Linked DNA regions of Mus musculus: region 2 is linked to region 1. The links are chromatin contacts, called in public HiChIP or PLAC-seq maps. All regions are on one chromosome and are shown on one strand. The core of a region is the stretch at or near the end of the contact, and the rest is flanking DNA. Distances in the headings are between cores, read along the strand shown.

Region 1 (2,610 bases), core at 48-2,547:
TGGAGAGAGGACTTTGCCATTTTGGAGTTATATGTAAGCATGTTGTAGGTTTTGTTTGTCTTTATTTTATTTTATTTTATTTTATTTATATGAGTATACTGTAGTTATCTTCAGACACACCAGAAGAAGGCATCAGATCGCATTACAGATGGCTGTGAGCCACCATGTGGTTGCTGGGAATCGAACTCAGGACATCTGGAAGAGCAGCCAGTACTCTTAACCACTGAGACATCTCTCCAGCCACCCCCCCCCCAAAAAAAAACCGTTTTAAGGCTTTTTAGCATACACACATGAACATTGGCTTCATCTGGAATTTATTTATATTTAGAATGAGTTGTTATCACTCCTTTTTCTTTGTCTTGTTTTGGGGAAAGGGTCACACATAGCCCACACTGCCCTTGAACTCACTACATAGCAAAAGACAACCATAAACTCAAGTTCTGCGTCTCCAGAGCTGGAGAGCTAGACCACGCTTGGCACATGCAGGAGGATTCTGGGGATGCTAAGTGACCAGTTTTCAGGAATTACCAGTCTGGTGCTCAGACAGAGCTACAGAAAGGTGGCCGTGCCATTGGGTCTTAAGCCAGCTGCTCACGTGAGGTTGAAGATTCTCAAGGTGTGGAGGGCAGAGGGCAGAGAAAAAACTTGTGAGCGTCTCATGCTTAGAGTGGCCTGGAGCACGCTATGCAGGCAAGGTTGGCCTTGAACTTGATCTCCATGTCTGGGATCACAGGTGTGCTGTCCGAGTCCCTCAAGTGCCCTTGACATCCCGAGGCTGTTGTCTCAAAGCCCTTTTAGTGTCTTCCTGAGACCCTAAGCATAAACGCGTCTAAGAAAGGCAAGCTGCACATTTCATTCCTGTGTCTCACAGGGGACTCTAGTGACTCTGGAAAATGTCCCTGGTCAGAGGGGCTGGGCAGGAAGGTGCAGGCGGAAGACCGGGGATCTGGCTTCTTCTGGATGCCTCTTTGTTTGTGGAGGGGAGCAGCGTGGGGGGAGCACCCGCCCTTTCTCCTGTTGTCTGATCCTGCTTTCCTCTTCCCATCTGTCTTTCCTGGCCTACGAATGAGGTCAGGGACACTCGGGGGGCTCAGGTGATTTAGAATGCTCAAGACTCGGAGGCACAAGGGAGCCGGTCTTTGAAAAGTTTCTGATCCTTCGCCAGAGCCTGCTCCTACCTTGTCTTTCCCTAAAATCCTGCTCACAGGCCTGGTTTGTCTCCAGGCTGCTGCTGGCTGATCCAGCGCAACTCGCAGGCGCCTCTGGACGCTGCTCTGTCGCCGCCTAGTGGCCCAAAGCGGGAAAGCACCTTTTAAAATCCCGGGCTCTGGGTATTCATTGGTTCAAGCCAAGCCTCAGAGCAGCTTAGACTTTCGCTGTCTCCTTCCCGAGAGGCTTCCTTGGGTGCTGTTTCCATCCTGGGCTATTTCCTTCCTCACACCGAGGCTCTTTCATGAGCAGAACCAACAATTGAGTTTTAGCTTCACTGCTTTCCTTTAAGCCTCAGTTTTTCCATCTATAAAGTGGGAAAGAAAAGCCAGCATTGGTCTTATAGAGCCTTTATGAGTAGGACAGGAATGTAATGTTGTTTTATTTTTAAATGCCTACTGCATGACATTAAACAAGGCTAGTGCAAAGCTAAGATTCCATCAAATATATAATATATAACAATATATAATATATAACATAATATACATTCTATCTATCTATCTATCTATCTATCTATCTATCTATTTGAGAGTATACTGTATATGCTGTGCACCCATGTGCACACACACAGGAACCAGAGCAGGATGCCTTCTCCTATCACTTTGCCTTATTGCCTCAAGACAGGGTCTCTTGCTGGGTGGGAGCCCACCACATCCACTCTGAGACAATTCTAGAATGCAATGAAGAAGCTGCAACCCAAGCCGTGGTGCGGTGGGATCTCACAGCTGCTAAATTGGAGGATGAATCAAGGCAGATATGAGATTCCAGGACAAGTGACATTTCCCCGTGGTGATGGGGATGGGGTGGGGTGGGGGGCAGCAGTCTGTGCGATGGGAAGGGCACAGTCACTGTGGAGGTCTGTGGCGCTCAGTCTGGGGCTCCATCTAGAGAGGGGCTGTACCTTCATGCAAGGGCTCAGGGAGGCGATGTGCACTTAGTCTATGACTTTTCTGTAGCTTTGAGTGTCCTTCAATGAAATGTAAAGAAAGTAACCCCAGAGTGGGTAAATCCATGGGAGTGGGTTACGGGCACTCTCTGCAATTTAAAATGAATTTACCGTGCTTCAGTATGTACAGTCAGACAGATTTGCCATCTTAAATTGTTCTTTATCTAGGGCTGGGGAGATGGCCTCGCTGGTAAAGTGCTTTCCCTGCAAGCATGTGGACCGGAGTTCAAGCTCCATGCCTCTGACTCTTTACTCAAAAAAACACTGAGAATATGCATTTTGAAATGTCATTCGTGTGAAGACAAATTCAGTCCAGGCAGCTGTCTTCTCAATCATCGCGGGTTACAGGGCCTGGCTTGCTGTGCTGCAGAGAGATGGTGGCTTTGCCCATTGGATGTCCAGGCTGAGTGCTTCCCACCCACTCGAGGGCATTTCCTGCAGGTGCATCGTTACCC
Region 2 (2,610 bases), core at 76-2,575, 310 kb before region 1:
TTTAATCCCAGTGCTTGGGAGGCAGAGGCAGTTGGATCTTTATGAGTTCAAGGCCAATTTGGTGTACAGAGCAAGTTCCAGGACAGCCAGAGCTATACAGAGAAACATTGTGTCGAAAAACAAAACAAAACAAAACAAAACAAAACAAATGGACCATATTGCCTCCAAGTTAAAGGTAAAGAAATCAGAAACATCTGCTAATGGACAAGGAGTTAGTCTTTAAAAAAATATCTTTTTTTTTTCCCGAGACAGGGTTTCTCTGTGTAATAGCCCTGGCTGTCCTGGAATTCACTCTGTAGACCAAGCTGGTCTCGGACCCAGAAATCCGCCTGCCTCTACCTCCCAAGTGTTGGGATTAAAGGCGTGCCCCACCACGCCCGGCGTGGCACACACGTTTAAACCCAAAAATTGAGAGGCAGAGGCAGGCGGAGTTTGAGGACAGCCTGGTCTACATAGTGAGACCTACTTTCGAAATAACAGTAATAAAAAAATTGAAACAAATGACACTAGTATTTATTCAAATAAACAAATCACTTGCACTTATTAAAGATTAGCCTTAATTTGGAGAGGTAACAACCACTACGTGGGACTGTTGGACATAGTTCAGACGGACAGGTAAGCGCTTCCAGTGGCTGAGAGAAGCCCGGGGCTAGAAGCGTCCATCCCTCACCTGGAGTACCAGTCTATTCCGGAGTCTTTTTCCAAGATGCCTACACGGAGGTGGGGGAGGGTCCTACACTAAGATGGTTTTCTTTAAGTCGGTCTCTTTACTCCTCTGATCTCAGCAAGAAGACGCAGCAGAAAGCTCAGCCTTATAAAACCAAGTTTGCACGCCGCGGGCATTTTCTGGTTATTCAAGTTGGTTTTGAGGGCTGCCCAAAGAGATCAGTTCTTTGGACCAAAAGAGCGGTGCAGCGGGGCTTGCGGATGGGGGCGATGTGTGCCATCATCAGGAAGGGAAAGGAGCCGGGAGCTGGGACTGCGTAGCCCCAGCGGCGCGTTCAGGATTCCGGCCGGCCGGCAGGCTGGCTGACTGCGTTGCAGAGCTCGGTCTTCGCATTGGGCCTCCGACGCGGCCTCGGCCCGAGTCTGCTGTCTCCCGGCTTCTGAGTGGCTGGGGGGCCGGGGTTAACCTTTCACCTCCGCGCTCCGTCCAATCACAGGACGGCTTTCATGCGGCCGCGGGGCGAGCGAGCGAGGGGGCGCGGAGCGGCGGCGCGACGCCGGTGGGATTCTCCAAGCCGCTGTGCGCCGTCGCCGCGGGCCGAGCGCGGGCTGCGGGCGAGCAGGGCGCTGCGCAGTCTCCGCAGGCGCGGGCGGGAGGGGTCGGGGCGCGGCGCGGTGCGGCGCGGGCGGCTCCGGGCCCAGGTGAATGGAGTAACCTGACAGCGGGAACGAGACGACGGCGAGCGGCAGGAAATGGCGGCGGCGGCGGCGGCGCCGGGCGGCACCGGGAGGCCTGGGCTGTGACGCGCGCGCCGGAGCGGGGTCCGATGGTTCTGGAAGGCCCGCGGCGCCCAGTGCTGCAGGTGAGGCGGGCTCCCTGCTGGGCCGCTTTGTGTCCGGGCCCGGGGGACGGCGATGCCCGGCCCGCCTCTTGCGCGAGGCCCGCGCGGGCGCCGGGAGCAGGCCGCGACGCCGAGCCCGGGCAGAGAACTGTCCACGCGGGCCTCTCCGCACCCCCGCCTTAGGAGGAGCGGCCTTTGACAGGTCCCGTTCCGCGTTCGAAGCCCGGGAGAAGACAGGAGGTATCCACGCGGGCCGGCGTCTCGGGAGCGACCCGGGCCTGCCAAATGGCGCGGGACCCCTGGATGCCTCCGAGGATCTGGAGGGGGACAAGGCCTCAGCGAGGTGCGGGCTGGAGCCCTGGGAAGGACTGTTGTGTGTTTATTGGCAGGTGACCAAGGCTGGCCCTAGGGGGTGGGTGGCCCAGGCCATGTTTTGTGCCCCTCCCCTTTTAGGTCGTCTGGACCTTGCGAAGAAGGGTCTTTGCTTAAGGGGCTTTCGTTCAGCCAAATCTGTGTGCATCTCCAGCCAGCACACCAAATTGGTGTGGATTGCCTAGCAGAGATGAGCTGCCCTTGTGACTTTGCCTTCAGGACAGAGCCAGTGTCCTGAAGACTTGCCCAAATGGATGACTGGGAGTCTATGATCTGTAATAGTCCTTGCTTTTATGAGTAGACTTGTGATTAAAGGGTTAGTTACCGATATATGATGCCCTAAGTATTATGGTGATCAAGTGTTGAAAGACGTCATCGGGTGAAAGAGACTTACTTGGGAGTTCGCTCCTGAGTTTCTGAATCTTTGATTGTTAGTTTTCTGAGGAACCTCACTGTAAGTCAGTAGGAAAGGATGCAGTTCAAGAGTTAAGCAACTTGAGATATGTTTTTCAAACCTGTTGTAAAGTAGGATCGCTGAGTTGGAAATTCATTGGTATAAACATTTTAAGTTTTCTAGGCAAAAATTTTCATGGTAACCAAGGACCTGAAATGTAACCGAAAGGTGAATACTGGGTGAGGCTTGTAGCAAGCAGTAGTTTGGGTGTTTTTGGAAATATCTTTTTGATATCTTTGGGGACTGAGTTCTGGAATAATCTGTTTCACTTTTCAG

The links. HiChIP or PLAC-seq counts read pairs in DNA pulled down with a chosen protein or histone mark.
Region 2: a contact with region 1 is called in an H3K4me3 HiChIP or PLAC-seq map of embryonic limb bud, with 5 times the contacts expected there. The contact joins the promoter of Dicer1 here to the enhancer-like site in region 1. A contact is called at or near these places in 12 of 39 promoter capture datasets (the 3T3-L1 cell line, 3T3-L1-derived adipocytes, cranial neural crest and 7 more), 1 of 15 datasets of contacts at CTCF or cohesin (embryonic stem cells), 5 of 484 Hi-C or Micro-C datasets (the N1E-115 cell line, embryonic stem cells, nephron progenitors and 1 more), 20 of 115 datasets of contacts at active chromatin or transcription factors (cardiomyocytes, craniofacial prominence, embryonic basal ganglia and 11 more) and 1 of 9 other capture datasets (embryonic stem cells).

The regions. Positions count from the first base shown.
Region 1 is chr12:104,438,923-104,441,532 of GRCm38.p6, reverse strand. Gm40562 (a long non-coding RNA gene) reads right to left here. Exons shown (of 4, transcript XR_872954.2): 4 at 1,375-1,516. Among named protein-coding and RNA genes, the nearest start is that of Gm40562, 6.3 kb to the right of the region's middle. Within about 2 kb of position 1,297, at least 14 of the 459 cell types and tissues checked have an H3K27ac peak or open chromatin away from gene starts, as enhancers often do. A contact at or near this core is called in embryonic limb bud, where this site is marked.
Region 2 is chr12:104,750,667-104,753,276 of GRCm38.p6, reverse strand. Dicer1 (dicer 1, ribonuclease type III) reads left to right here and starts at 1,325. Exons shown (of 27, transcript NM_148948.2): 1 at 1,325-1,529.